Linked DNA regions of Anser cygnoides: region 1 is linked to region 2. A link is a contact called in public Hi-C data. All regions are on one chromosome and are shown on one strand. The core of a region is the stretch at or near the end of the contact, and the rest is flanking DNA. Distances in the headings are between cores, read along the strand shown.

Region 1 (7,611 bases), core at 3,719-6,218, 210 kb before region 2:
AGAAAACGTTCTTTATGATAAGAAGCTAAATCTACAATTCAGCTAGACTTCTAGTTGTTTGGTATCTCTAGCACCTGGACGTGTAGGACATTTAAGAGCCAAAGCTGAAAACAGGCAGGCCCATAATTCTAGCCACATATAGTTTCGTGCCTGTAACAGCATGGGCAAATGGAAAGCTCAAACAGAAACATACCTAAATACTCTCAGCTCTATTTGTTGAATGCTAGTCAACAAGGCCGGTTTGAAAACACTACTCCGGAACACAAAATGTTTTTTTTACTTAAGCAAAAGAGTTAGTCCAAATAATTTCATTTCAACAGTTATCTGAAATCAGTGTGCAGTCTCATTTTAAACAACTTACTGAGAGCCTGGCAAAGAGAAAAGCTAAATGGTAGGGTAAAGAGAGATACATTAGTCATTAGAGAAACGTCAACAGGTCTGTGGTTTTGCCGATCTGAAAAGGGATACTCAAACACTTTTTGGTTAGTACAGTTACTCAATAATTAGCCTTCATTTAAAATTCCCTCCAGCACGTACGAGTTTTTTCTGCACCACTACCAACAGACTGCTCCCACAGTCCCAATCTCAAGCCTACCAGTCACTCAGCTTGATGGAAGAGGTCATAGCCATGCTCCTAGGAAGGCTGGGGACAAGTGGGATGTCAGCTTTCTGCCTGTTACCCTTATCGGTGCTGCCTGATAGAAATTAATCAGCATAAAGGCGAGCATCTCTTTCAAAAGTCAGGAGCTCGAGCAGCGAAACCCCTTACTGAAGAGGACAAAACCTTGACATCTTGGGAACTGGGGAACCTGTGCCCCAGCTCTCAGCCCCACAGTGACCAGAAGCTCATTGTGCCTGATCACCAGAACTTTGTGCCAAGAAATGTAAGTGAATGTTTTGACCACTACAGACCCGTCCCCTATTAGTGTAAAGCATAGGACCCCTTGAGAAATGCAATTAAACAACCACCCAGACCTCAGCTAAGGAAAATCCCACTGTCACAGCAGCCTCCTGCACTCGCCCACACCAGCAACCTCCTCTCACCAGCTCATCTCCCTCGCCTCAGCACGCAGAGCCTCAAACTTCCCGGCCAGCTCCCAAATACTCAGAAGTAACACACGGTAGTAGCAGCATTCACAGAAGCCAGTGGAGCTCTGTGATAAAAAATACATCAGCTTTTAAAATTAATAACAACGTAAAATTAAAGGGATACCAATGGGGGTTTGTAATTACAAGCTATTAATTTATTGCTGTAACGAGGTCCCTTTGGGGAGATATGATGAGCTCTCCTTTTTGGGAGATGCATCCTCATGGGCAATTCCCCTCCGAGTCTACACAGGGCCCTGCAGAGAAGGGAGCCATGCCCAACTGCTGGATTATGCTTTTAGCTAAAGATAGTGATGAAAACAGAAAAGGTAGGCTGTGGCGAGCATGTAGTAGAAAACAGAAACACCACCTTTTTAAACAGGGCCATTCTTCTGGAATTGGCAGCAACACACAGACGTACTTTCAGGCCAGCACAGACACATCAGCTTGTCCATTTTCAAAGCAGAAAACCCTGTACTCTTTAATTATGAAATACAATTTTCTCTTCGGTCCACTTAGCTTTTATTGCCCCAATCCCCATCTGTAGTCAGAGCCCTTGCCCAACTGACCTAAGAGAGGATTTTTTCCACCCTACAACACACAGCTTGAATTTTCTGTTTTAACATCAATCAGGACACATACTCCTCTTCCTCATTTCATCTAACCTCCCAGTTTTTGTTGCTGCCCACATAGTTATACCAGACTGTGCAGTTTCTCTTTCACAATGCTGTTCAACGAAGGTGAGCTTTTTCAAGTATTTGCAAAAATGGCTTTTCATTTTGAATAGGCTCACTTCATCACTCGCTGCCAAGATCATGACAACTGCTTTATTTCAGCATTTCTGTGCTTTACCAATAAAAGACATGACAAATTTCTTCTATGAAATGATTATAAGCTGGAGCATGAAGGGAACATTATCTGCTCAGAACAAGGCAGCAGCAAGCCACGCGCTGGCCTAAAGTCTTTGCTCTATAAGGCTCTGTCTGTAAATGTGAAACCAATGTCTCTCTCATTCATTACTCTTTAAAACAATAGCTTAATTGCCACCAGCAAAACTTACTTGCTTACTACAAAACAGATAATGACTTAACTGGCTTCCAGTCATGCTCTTCAGCAGCAAGTAAGTTTCAGATGTTTCCATTCTGGCTTGCTCTCATTAATTTAATGATATCCCATGGATAATTCGCTGTGTAAAGTACAACATGCTTTAAAACAGGAACTTTCGTCCATCAATTGCCTACCAGAGTTGCCAGACCCTGTTTTAGTAGCACAACCTGCGCCTTCGGGGATCACTCTTACCCTGGTGGCTGTGCTGCCGTGTTCTGCACAAGCTTCTCTCAGGGACGAAGACACCAGGATCACTCCTCCCCTACTTTGGCATCACCTGGCTTGCTCACTACTGCAGTGGGTTCAATAATTCAGAAACCTACAAGGTGAAGGCACAAGCTCTCACTGCAGCAGAGTAAGTAGCCACCGAGTGCTGCTGTTTGGCCCCCATTTTCCTGTAACAAGCAGAGCAGCCCAAACATCAACGTGCTTGGCATCCCAACACCAACCTCAATACCAGCACAGCTGCACCCCCAGCAAATCTGCGCGTGATGAGAAATTGGAGGTGGTGGTGGAAAGGACAAATGGCAGAGCCTGAACCTGGTGGGACCTTGTGAAACTCAACCAGGACAAAACAAACCTCATGAGGCTCAACAAAGAGAAGTGATGAGTCTTGCACCTGGGGCAGAAAAACCCCATGGCTAGCGCAGATAGGAAGTTCAGCCCAGCCAAAAAGGGACCTGCACATTACAGTGGGTGCCAGGCTGAAAAAGCTGACTGTGCTCTCTTTGCAAGTACAGCAAACCATGTCCTCAGCTATGTTACAAGGACTGACAGCTGAAGCTGTCAGATCATGGGAAGTTACGACTGCCCCCTACTCAGTGTGGAGGTTCCACATTGAATAGTGTGGAACATCCAGTTTTGGGGAACATCCAGTTTTGGGGCCCTCTGTTCAAGAGAGATGTCAAGACACTGTTCAGGGTCCAGTGAAGATCTATCAGAACGGTCAGAGGCTGTAACAGCTCCTGCAAGGAGTGCTGAGGGATAGGGGCTGGCCTCTCCCTTGCTAGACTAAACTAAGGAGTGATCAGATTAGCTGCCAGCTAAAATTTGAAGAGGAGCTGCCAAGATTGTTGAGTCGAATGAATGCTTCTCAGCAGCAGCAGCAGTATAACATGAAGCAACAGCCACGGCTTGGAGGTTCAGGTTGCACACTGAAAAAAGTTCTTTTCTACAAGAGGGACAGGGTGACCCTCAGACAGGTTACCCAGAGAGGCTGTAAATCTTTGTCTCTGGAGGTTTTCTAAACTTGGCACAGCCACGGCTGATGTAATCCAGCGACAGTGACAGTACAGCTTTGAGCAGGAGGTTGGATCAGATGACCTCCAGAGGTCCTGTACAACCTGCACTTCTCTCAAATACCACATTTTTTTTTTTTGTCAAGCAGTGGGAAATCAACAACACAAAGAACACAGTTACAAAAAAGACCCTGATGCTGAATGTTTTCCTAGATTCTCAGACCCACGCATACAATTTCTAGAATAATTGGAATAGTGACGGGGCTGGGGCACTTTAAAAAAAAGACCATGACCTTCCTTTCCCCTCTCCCTACAGACTAAAAACCCCAAGCCAAACCAGAACTGTGAGTTTGTCAAAAGACAGAAACCCCTTCTTGCTGTAGGCTATGTACAGATGCTTATAAACAACTTATAGAAATACAAAGCCTCTGGAGTGACCTCATTTTGGCAGATCTGAGGCTTTTTGTGATATATACTAATCTGTGATGATTGTCTGCATTACTGACAGAAAATGCAGTCTCTCAAGAGTCTGAAACACCCTTGTATTCTTTAAGCTGATTATCGAAAAGCTATGAAACCACACGGGTTAGAATTTACTTTTTTAAGAATAGGTTTGAAGATTTTTATTCGTGTGGAGGAAGGGAAGAGGCAAGGGGAGGGGGAAAAATAAGTCTCACTAAAGCTTTTTGAAGCACAAACCATTTCCTTCCTGCTGCATAGCCAATGAAATGCCTGTGGAATACAATGACCAGATGTCTCGTAGTTTCTGCTTTCGATTAGGTGTCTTTTTCTTGTGCTAGGCTTTCTGGTGCTGTTCATGCATCTACCTCTCTTCTTCTAACAGCTTAATTGTTACACAACCTGACTTCTGGTTGAGTCAGTTTGTTTTCCTGGTAAACCTGGACTACAAAAAGGCCCAGGAGATAAGAGCAGACCTACGAGGCATGTTGCTAAAGTTAGGTGATGTGCGTAGCTCCCCTAAGACAGGCTCACAAGCCATATTATTCCAAGAGATAAAAGGCTCAGGGCGTCACCAGCAGCTCACTTCATTAACTGTTCTGTTACCAGCAGGCAGGCAGACGTCCTCAAAGAGGGAATCCTACCTCCCTTCTTTGGGAGCTATGGAAAGAAACAAGAAAGAAAATACCTAAGTATACAATACCAAGCCTTTTGGCCTTCCATCCTTTTTTCAAGAGGTTGTTGCAAGTTGCTGGTGTGTCTGGAGTTACCCAGCCTAATTAACTAGTCTACAGCACCAGAATATGCCAAATTGTTCATGCTAACACCACCAGACACAGCTTTCTTGGGCACTCGTTGCCATCTGCCTGCTAGTTGTACAAAATTACAAAGCTGCTGCCTGCTGGAAGGAGGGATCATAGAACACATCCAGGTTTTTCTCTCCAAGGTATAATCACCTTATTAAGAAAAATATCAAGACAAGCCCTCAGAACGCAGCTGAGTGTTGGGAGGAGGGTTAGGCAGTGACTCAGTGAGTCCAGGGCTTACAGCTGGTTTCTAGGTTTACAGACGCTCTGCATGCTCATCTGCACCTGGCAGCAGCCTTCTCAGCTGAAATTAAATATAGAAGCAAGGAACAAACTCCCACAAATACACGCTGCTAGATTTACACCGCCTGCCCTAATGGATCTTGCTAATTAACCAAGATAATAAATGCTTAGTGGGCACAGCAGAAATATGCAGGAGAAACACTGGATCGTTGTCTCACCTCATTGCCTCCAAAGCAGCAAATGTTTGCTCGCAGAACTTTCCAGAGGGCGGGCAAAAGGTTGGCAGCCTGCTTCTGACTGCACACCTTGTGCATGCACAGACACTAAGTGTGCAGTGAGAAGACACATGGACAGGATTTTCACCTGGGCAATGGGGTGTTCTGGACTTTTTCTCCCGTCCCTAGAAAGCCTCACACCCATCAGCAACAGCCCATCCTCAACAGCAGGGACACTCTCTAGCAGAAAGGCCCCGGCTGACCTTGTGCACCTCTGACAGATGTACAAGATGCTCAGACAACTCCTGAGGAGTCCATGGACTATTCCTAAGGGACCTGTCAAAGATAATTCATCTACTGACCCTCCAGCATTTCTCCTAGTGGAATTACATCTCCATAACAGATGTGATTATCAGGCTTGCTTAGCTTAAAGGAAAAAGTTGTGAATGGTGACCTGGACACACGAAGGGCTAAGATCATTACTTGAAGGAGAAAGTCTAGGTAGTATCAGGGACAGAATTTCATTTCCCCTTCACAGCAATAAAATCCTCCTGTAAGAAGAACAAGCCATCAGCACCCTTTACTAAGTGGAAAAGGAACATCAGAAGCAGACACTGCTAAAGAAGATGGCCATTTCTTCCACACCTTACCAGTGACATTTATCTTCTAACAGAACGACTGCAAGTTTGCCACAATTAAGAGATTTTTCTTACAGAAACTGAGTCAATTCAGAGCCATTCTCACACGTGCTATAGAGAAACTGGACTCTTCCAATAATCTTTTTTTCAGCAAGAACAGACAAAAGTTCATAAATTCTTACTGTTTTACTAGAACTCATAATGAAACACCCCCAGAAGGCAGTAACCAACATCCACATTAGATTTGTTTTGGCAGCAGCCTGTAGCATGAGCGTTTATCATCACACAGTGAACTCCCACCTATTTAGACCACTGTATAGACTAAAGATTGGGGTGGTTGAACAACTTCCCAGAAGTTGCAAGACTCGCGCTGCCTTCCAACACTCATCGCTGAGCTGTTACCAAACAAAACAGGTACATAGTATACTACCCTGACCTCATGTCACCCAGTCTCAAATGTTGGCTACTATTTTTAACAGACGAGCATGTCTGTGGCTTACTAATGGATATTTCAAGAGATTGTAACGGCCAGAAGAGACTGGGAGGGGAAAAGTTGAGAGAGAACAACGCAAGAGAATCATTCCTTTAAATTACCAGTTTTTCAAACGCTGTAGATTTGTGTCCTGGGGATGGCAATGCAAAGGATGTGGCTATGAAAAGGAACCCACTATCTTAAACTCTTCAGGTTTTCTGGACTGAAGAGGATGCAAAATAACGTTAATCAAATCCTCAGACAGCAGCAGAGGAAAAAGGGATACACCTCTGTTTTCACATCCCAGCACCTTTTGAGGAGAGCTACTTACACCTTCCCGCCAGTTCCAGCGTTTGCCATCATGTCTGTGGCTAAGCTTGGAAGTCAGATCGCCTGTATTGCTTCTTCCTGCTGAAAGCAGCAGGTATGTGACAGAGAAACAAATCTTTCCTGCCCTAGCTCCCTCCCTGCTACTCCAAAGAAGGGAGGACATTTCCACGCCAGCTTACACACCCCAGCATTCCAATACCCCAGACCTACTTGCACAATACTTGCAATATTTCACAATGGAAAAATGCAAGAAAAAGCATTCTTAAAGAGCAGGAAAATAATTAGCTCATTGTATCATCAGCAATTACTGAAGAGGAGGTTGAACAGCTAGCTGGCTTTGTATTGCTGCCATCCAGAATAGCTAAGGATTTGGGGGGGGGGGGGGGGGGGTGTTGGAAAAAGTAAATAAATATCTCTTCTGGAGAAGCTCTTCAATATGCTTTGATGATAATCAGCATTTTCTTCTACTTCTGGAAAGAAAAGCAGAAGGAGAAAGAGACTAATTTACAATGCACAACTAACACATTTAAATAATGGAGCCCTCCAAGGCACGTCTTCTATTAATGATGATAAAACCAATCACAGTTTTTGCATCAGCAGCTTATACAAATTAGTCATCTATCAACAGAACAGTATGCTCACATAAAGCAAAGATGTGGGATGTATAAATATCAACCCAGAAAATAACTAGACCTCCTCACTGAGGCATAGAAAGTAAAGACAGATGCAGGAGGTCTAACTTTAGAGGGGACTTGTACGTGCACAGAATTAATCAATGCAGGTATTTCAATGGAGTGGCTAAACATTAGTTCATACTTTCCAAAGGTGGTAAGAACATGTTATTTCAAGATGGGTTTGCTACAGGTGCCATCTAGTCTGTAGGAAATATAAGTAACAGCAATATGAATCAGGTAAGTATTTGTGGAGGGTTTTTTTAGTTGGTTTGTGAAGTAGCAGCTGCTAATGTTCCCAAACACAGGCCAGATTTCCAGCTGCTTGGGATTAAGATGTCAGAAA
Region 2 (7,192 bases), core at 4,564-7,063:
TAGCCGAGAACCATTTGTGTTGCCTTGTATTGTCATAGGGGCTGGGGGGTAGGAGGGATTACAGCACCTGTAGTACTCGAGCAGTGGTGTTGCCTGCAGGCCCACTTTTCCAATGTTTTAAATTCCCGCTGTCTTCTGAAAGGAAGGCTTTCGCATTCACGTTGATTCGATGTTTGCTGTTGGCTTCACGCCTACAGAAACTCACCTGTAATATGTAAAGCGGGTAGGTTAGCGTGTTGGTGTCCTGTGCTCCAAGGTCATAGATAGTCTTTGGCTGGGGGATTAAGTAGATAAATATTATAAATCTGTTTACAACTTAAGCTTGGTTTTGGTAGTTCATATTTCTAGTTCATTTACTGCTGTTTTGGGCACCTGGGTTTCCTGTGTTCAGATGCAAGTAGGTGGTGTAAAGATCCAGCAGCTCTCACTGCTGTCCTGCACGTAGGGCCGGTGTTTGAACAGCATGCCAGTAGCTGTCGCGTCGATGCGTGGTTTTGCAGGCAGCAGTCTGCTCCTGCTTCCATCAGAGCTGCACTACTTTGGTTTGTTTGAGGAACTGATACGAGGCCGGCCCTAGATGCTGGTTTTGCATTCTTGGTATTTATAAATTTCTTCTGAAAGGCTAAGGTAGGTTTTCTTCTATCAAAACTTGTAATATAGACCAAGCCAGGAATGACCCTGGAAGCATGAGACTGATGCTTGGGTTTGAAAATGCCTGTGGATATTCACCTCCATAAGCTTTGTCACCAGCTGCGTTGGCCAGCTGGAGACAACCATGCTGTAGACGTAGCTGAAATAACAGGCAACACCTTCGTTTTAAAAACATCCTCGCAGTGGTCCTGAGTCATTGTGCTTCAGAAGGGGGAAATAAACACCAAACAAGTCCTGTGTCTCAGTCAAGGAATCCCACACTTGTCCACGAGAAGCAATAACTAAAATTACGGTGCGATATGCTTCTTTGCCTGTAAATATATTGAGATTGCCAATTCTGTGCTGTTTCGGAGTATTTTCTGTCATCTGGCCTATATCTTCCCCAAGTACGTAAGGGTGTGAAACGATTCCCATACTCAGGTCTGCCATAAACATGCTGCTTGCCGGAAGGGGAAGAGTAGACTCAACACTGTCTTGAAATGTGAGGTTTTTCTGAGCTCGTCACATACCCGTGTATCTTGAGTGGCAACTTGTGTTCGGAAGTTCGTAGTGGAGGTGGCTGTGATTTGGTTTGTACATAACTGCCCTCCATACAATGCCAAGAGAGCCGTGCTACTGTCAGCGCAGGGCACTGATTGCCCTGTCTCTTATAAATCGCTGTCTCTAATATTGTTTTCCTTTGGAAGTAGTTAGCTAGTTTTCTTTCGACATGTTTGTTAGGTGGTGAGTTCAGTGGGAAAAGGAAAAAATATGAAGCACACTGCAAATTTGTGGTATTTTATTTTTGGGAAGAATAAAGTGTAAAACAGATGGTCTTATTTGTAATCAATTTAATTTTCATATTCCAGGGTAAGTGTACTGCAGTATATTGAAATGGAAAATGTGTAAGTAATGTACAAAGATGTGGGTGGGTACTTGTGACCTTTATTTTCTCTCCCTGCTCCCCCCGTTTATGATGTAAAGGGGTTTTTATGACTTAAACAATCTCCAAGTTTATATATCTGTCCTAGTTCCTAATGCTAGGAGCACTGGCTTTTTAATTAAGTCTTTGCTGAAAGACTGGAGAGCTGGTAAAACTGACTCCCAGCAAAAGCGAGAAAGATCATTTTTATTCAGAAATGTGGATCTTTGTGCTGGTGCTTATAGACGTGTAATGCCTAATACATGAGATGTGTTTATGGCTGCTTTTGGTGCACCACCTTTTCCATTCGAGGGCTTCAGAAACTTACTGCGTGTCTTCTGTGTTCCACCAAAACAAGGGAACGTGGCACTCGAATGCTACTAACATCTCTAAGGAGACAGCAACAAAGCGTATGTTGGTTTTGATGCAGGCCATGACATCTCCGAGTTTGTGAATTTTAGCTGCTTTGTCACATTGAAAGAGAACACTTGTGCACAAGTTTGGTATTGTAGTTTTGTATCTGCTAATTCTGTATGTACGGTTGGGAGTTTCCTGCTGAGAGACTCCCATACACCAGGGAATGCAGAAATGCCACCATGGGATCTTCCAGCTCACTTTGCCAGTGGAGGACTGTCTTAGTTCTTGATGAGCGTTGCATTTTCTAATTCACTTTCCACCCCGCCAAGCTTAAAAGCCATTTTAGTATAAATTTCTTCCCTTGTTTGTAGCTGAAGGCGTGCTACATTTTACGGCCATATCCCCATTGGAAATCCTTTCAATTGGCACCAGCAAAATTAAAGTAAGAGACTGTGGTTGAAAGAGGAGGGCTTGTTATGAGTTTTGCTACAAACCAGCCAAACATTTTTTTTTCCTTTAGCAGCATCATCAGCTTGTACCACTTAACCTTGTGTCACTCAAAATAATCTGTGAGAGAAACAGAACTGTGTCCAGTGTTTGTTTCCTAAATGTAAAACTAATGTGATGTTTCTCCAATATTAATTAACTTGTTTCTAAAATCAAACTGAAGATCTTTTAGCCTACTGGGTGGGAACAAAAAACAAAAAAACAGTCTTGACTCTCTCAAGTTGCATTTGGTTATCTTCTGAGTGCTGCCCTACCCAGTCTGCTTGGCTGCCCAGCCCACTGTATAGTGTTCTGGAACGTAATTTCTTACTTAAATGCGTCAGAGCTGATGATGGGGCAAACCATAAAATGACCTCGTTGTACAGCGTTACCAGTTGCTGAAGACTTGCTCAGATAAAGCGTTGCGGGAATATCCTGCACCTGGAAAAGGTTGGACGTGGCTCTGGCATTGATCTAATAGGTTGCCAGAGTACAATAACTGGAAGGCAGCAAGCCAGCTAGCTGCCGATCCTTCTGGCAGCTTTTAATCTATTTATGTTTGTTTGAGAGACTTTTGCCCTTGAGTGTGCTTTGGCAAAGATTTTGCAATGATAAGTAGGATTTGCTCGATACTGGCAGAGTTTCAAATGTAAGTAACCCAATGTTGCAAGTACATAATCTGTTGCTGAATCCTGTTCCTCTTGTTTTTCCCTCGAATCTGCCCTTTTCTTTGCTAATTTGTTACACGTAATAGTAAACACTTCTCCACATAACTGGTCACGAGCTCCCAAGGTGTGAAATGCTAACAGGAAGAGACCTAGAGATTCTGTGATCTTCCTGTATGTATTAAGATGAAGCTGAAGTATTCATTGCTGCACAGTCAGAATTTCTCTTCCAGCTGATATTGCCAAAGTACTCCAACTTTCAAGGAAGAAAGGAGGTGGCTCAGCTGCCGGGGGGTTGCTTTAAGGAACTGCTTAATTTTAAAAGCTGCGGTGATCCAGCATTCACCTTCTTACTTGACTGAGAGTCTCATTCTAGCTCTCCCTTACCATTTGGCAGGCGTACCTGCTGCTAGAGAGTGCAGTCTGTGTTCCCCCTTCCCTACGCCTCTCCCCACAGAGCTAACCCTGCCCACAGAGCGCGGTGCTAGCTCCTGGGATGCCACACGTACGTGCAGTGGTAATGGACAAGATGTCTTCCTTCATTACCCTGAGCAGAAATCGGAATGTAATTTGCAATGTCTAATGTAAAACGTGTTTGTATTTTTTTTTTTTTAATTGAGCAGTATGATTGCAAGTTGACTTAAGTTGTTCTGAGGTACTCTTTTCAATGGTCTGCCAGTACATAATCATGAATGAAAATATTTTTTTATTGATTTTTAGGTTGTATGTTAACATTCCATTCATGTAAAATATGTACAAATATATGTAATAAATCTTTTGAAGCACAGTTTTCTTCACACTTTCAGGTGATTTTGGTTGTAAAGTATTGGATGAGGCACTGCCGTGGTGGAGCAGAGCTGCCATGTGTCTGTGCTACAGGCCAAACCGAAAATGGAGGAAGAGAAACGTGTAGACCCAGCTCGAAGGGCAGCGGGCCCTCCTGTCTGTCTGAGGCCCTGCAGGTGGGGATCTCGACCCCCGGGGCCAGCCTTAAGGCTGTCAGAGCCCCTCTGCCCCTCGTGGGGCCTGCTGCACGGCAGGCCCTCATCCTGCTAGCTCAGAGCTGGCGGCCTGCCGGTTGATGTCTCCTGCAGCAATTCTTCGCAGACATGGAGGCCTTCAAGACCAGCCAGGTCTGGAGATGGAAAATTCATGTGGGCAGCTTAAAAAACAACACAACTCAAAACCAACACAAAGCACACACGAAACTGCTCCCCCTCTTTTTTTTCATTGCCTCCAAAGGGGACCGCAGCTACCCAACTCGTCGGCGTTGCCTCCGGCGCTGCGTGCAGTGGGGTGGGCAGCTGTGGGCGCTGAAGGCCCGACCCCGTCATTACTCCACGTCTCCGGGGACCCGTGGCCCCCGCTGGAAAGCAGCGAGCCCGAGGCAGAGGAGCTGCTGGGGGAGGCGTTGGATTCCCCCCCAGTCCCAGTCAGGGAACGAGCTGTGGGTGCTCTGAGCAGAACCGGAGCGCGTTACATGCGTGGGTGGTGAAAACGAAAGGAGTTTGCCCTGCAGGCAGGAAGCACCTTCATATGGCCGCGTGTCAGCTCAACCCAGCGGGTGCTGCTCCCAGCCGGGCCATCAGCATGGTGGCAAGATGTTTCCGAGGCTGGCTGTCCTTCCTCGCTTTGCTCTGCCTGTGAGAGCATCCTTCTGGAGCGGCTGGGGTCGCTCAGCCCCTTGTTAAAGCCTGGCAAGAGTTTACAACGCTTGCAGCTCTCTCCTTGGGAGATGAGGGGTTTAATGCGTGAATTGAGTCCGCAGCAAGACAGTTGGATGTAGTTACTAAGGAACATGTTCCTATCTCTTCCTAGTGTAACTTTCTTTTTTTTTTTTCTCCTGATTGCCTTCTGGGAAGCCTGAATTCTCCTTCACTGCCAGTAATTCATACGTTTTCCTCCTCTGTCTTGGGCATGTGAAATGGGAGCTGTATTATGGGAGCAGTCGCTAATTAGTTAGCGCCGGGCTTGGCCTCGCGTCAGGAAAATCCGCTGGAAATGAGTCCGTTTCAGTAGGTGCGGGATTTGGAGTGTGAAACATAGATCTGTGGAGCCAGTTGGTATCGCGTTCACCTCACGGCTCTGCTGTGAGCCACTGTGTGTGTGCGGGGCCTGACACGGGCATGGCCAGCATTTGCTTCTGGATGTGGTGTCCCTTGAAGCAGCAAGGGGAGCAAAACTCGTGGCCAAGGAGCAAGGAGGGAGCAGGGAGGGTCTCCTTCAGCAGCTGCAGCTAAACAGGGATGTTTTCTCTCCCCTGGGGTTCTCAGTGCCCTGAGCTGAAGGGCCTCGTGCTCCTTCCAGCACTACCCGTGAGGAGCCATGTCCGTGCCCAAGCGGGTGCAGGCTGGAGCCCCGCGTGCTCCTCCAGCAGCTCGGTCACGGACCTGGCCCTGTGCCCCCTTGGGGGGAGAGGTGCCCACGTCCAGAAAGGTGCCCACGTCCGCAGCAGGACCCTGCTCACGCCCGGACAACGGGCAGCCCTCGCAGAAGCTGAGCGGGACAGGGTTTTCCAGGCCTCGCTTAATAAAGCGTCTGTTTTCTGAGGGGGATGAGATCAGGGACGCGTGGGGGCAGGGAGGAGGGTTTGACATAAATAAATAATTGTATGAAGCCCATCGTCGGTTGACGCAAGATGACTCACTCCTCGTAAAGGCGAGAGAATAGGGGAGGCAGACGTTAAAAGCCCGGGGAAGGGCCCTCAGCTGAGCGCGGTGGGAGCTGCAGGTGCTTGGTGCCTCTCCGGGCTCAGCCCCCTGCATTTTGAGTCACGCTCTGTGTCAGGCTCCTGCCCTGCTTTTCCTTTTCACCCTGGCTACAGATTTCTTTGTCTGAACATGCGTTTAAATTTTAACCAAGACATTTGTCTCCTCCCCTCCCTTCCTCGCTGATTCTTTAAGCAGGCTTCAAATGCTAGGAAAAGGAAAGGAACAAAGTCTCTGTCTGCCCCGGACTGGCTCCGTCGCCGACCAGAAAGTCCCACCACGGGGCCATGCTGCAGTGGGGTCTCCTCCTCTGCCCCAGCGGACCGGTGGCTTGTTAGAAGGAAAGCTCAAGTCACCCGTGCCAGGATTCACATCTGCTAAATTCAGGATTAAAGAGGCTGGCAGGTAGCGGGGGCATGAACACTTGACGGCTTCATTTGTGCCAGTCCACGAGCTCCAAGTCTGCGGCTCACGAGGCTTTCGCAGCTGATTAAGTTGCTGCCTCCTGTGTGCAGGCTGAAGCCCAGGACGCAAGCGGCGGGGCGTAATTTAGTTGTTTGCAAAGGGTTTGCTAGGGCTTGAGCTCTGGTGCTCTTCTCCACAAGAGCCAGCCCGCAGAGAGGGACAGGCTCTGTGCAAGGGCTGGTTTGGTCCCGGCTGCGGTCACTCCTCTGCGCTGATGGAAGTGGCCACATTGTGGGCACCGTTCTCCATGAAGATGCCTGACTCCAGGCTCATCTGCACTGCACACAGCTGGCCGGTGGTGCTCAGCTCGCACAAAAACCATCCCTCTGTTCGCCTTCAGGCCCCTAGGGGCTGGCAGGAAGGGCTGTGTGTGAGGGCTCTGCTGTGTGGCACATCTGAGTCCCGGAGTGCACAAGGCAGCTCCCAGCCTGGCCTCCGTTTTCTTCCAGCTCGGTCCTGGTATTCTGTTTCTACCTTCTGAAGCAAGACTCAACTCTTTCATGCGCAGCTGCCGCTTTTTGCTTCTAAGAACTGTTTTTATCAGTTGAGAAGTCCGTGGCTCCACGCATGGCCGAGCAAGCGAGCAGCTCTGCTGGGCTGCCAGGGCCCCCCCCACACGCTCTGCAGCCCTGTGCTGCCAGCACACAGCAAACCCTCGTGTGTGCTCAGGGACCAGCCACCACAACACCTGGCGTGCAAGCACAGTGCCAGGGCGATGGGAGCCATCTCAGCATGGCTTCTGATGGCTGGAGACACAGTTCTAGCACCCAGCTAGCACACGAAACTCTCAGCGACTCATCCTTTCCCAAAGCGCTGGCGGTGTGTGACCAGAGTGTGAAACCACGGCGTTGCAACGGATCTCTCAAGGGCTGCTGTGTTATCCCATCACTGCCAGTGCTTGCACGCCGCTCGCACCGGCCAAACACGCGTGGTGCACGCTCCCACCAGCAGGAGTTCAC

The links. A called contact is a pair of places that touch in the nucleus more often than the background predicts.
Region 1: a Hi-C map of liver shows a contact between it and region 2, with 2.4 times the contacts expected there. The contact joins two enhancer-like sites. A contact is called at or near these places in 2 of 7 Hi-C or Micro-C datasets (both in liver).

The regions. Positions count from the first base shown.
Region 1 is chr2:45,243,363-45,250,973 of Taihu_goose_T2T_genome, reverse strand. The region is part of intron 3 of SH3BP5 (SH3 domain binding protein 5); the gene reads right to left. Among named protein-coding and RNA genes, the nearest start is that of SH3BP5, 24 kb to the right of the region's middle. Within about 2 kb of position 4,968, at least 2 of the 3 cell types and tissues checked have open chromatin away from gene starts, as enhancers often do. A contact at or near this core is called in liver, where this site is marked.
Region 2 is chr2:45,030,347-45,037,538 of Taihu_goose_T2T_genome, reverse strand. ZNRF2 (zinc and ring finger 2) reads left to right here. Exons shown (of 5, transcript XM_048077988.2): 5 at 1-3,847. Among named protein-coding and RNA genes, the nearest start is that of NOD1, 32 kb to the right of the region's middle. Within about 2 kb of position 5,813, at least 3 of the 3 cell types and tissues checked have open chromatin away from gene starts, as enhancers often do. A contact at or near this core is called in liver, where this site is marked.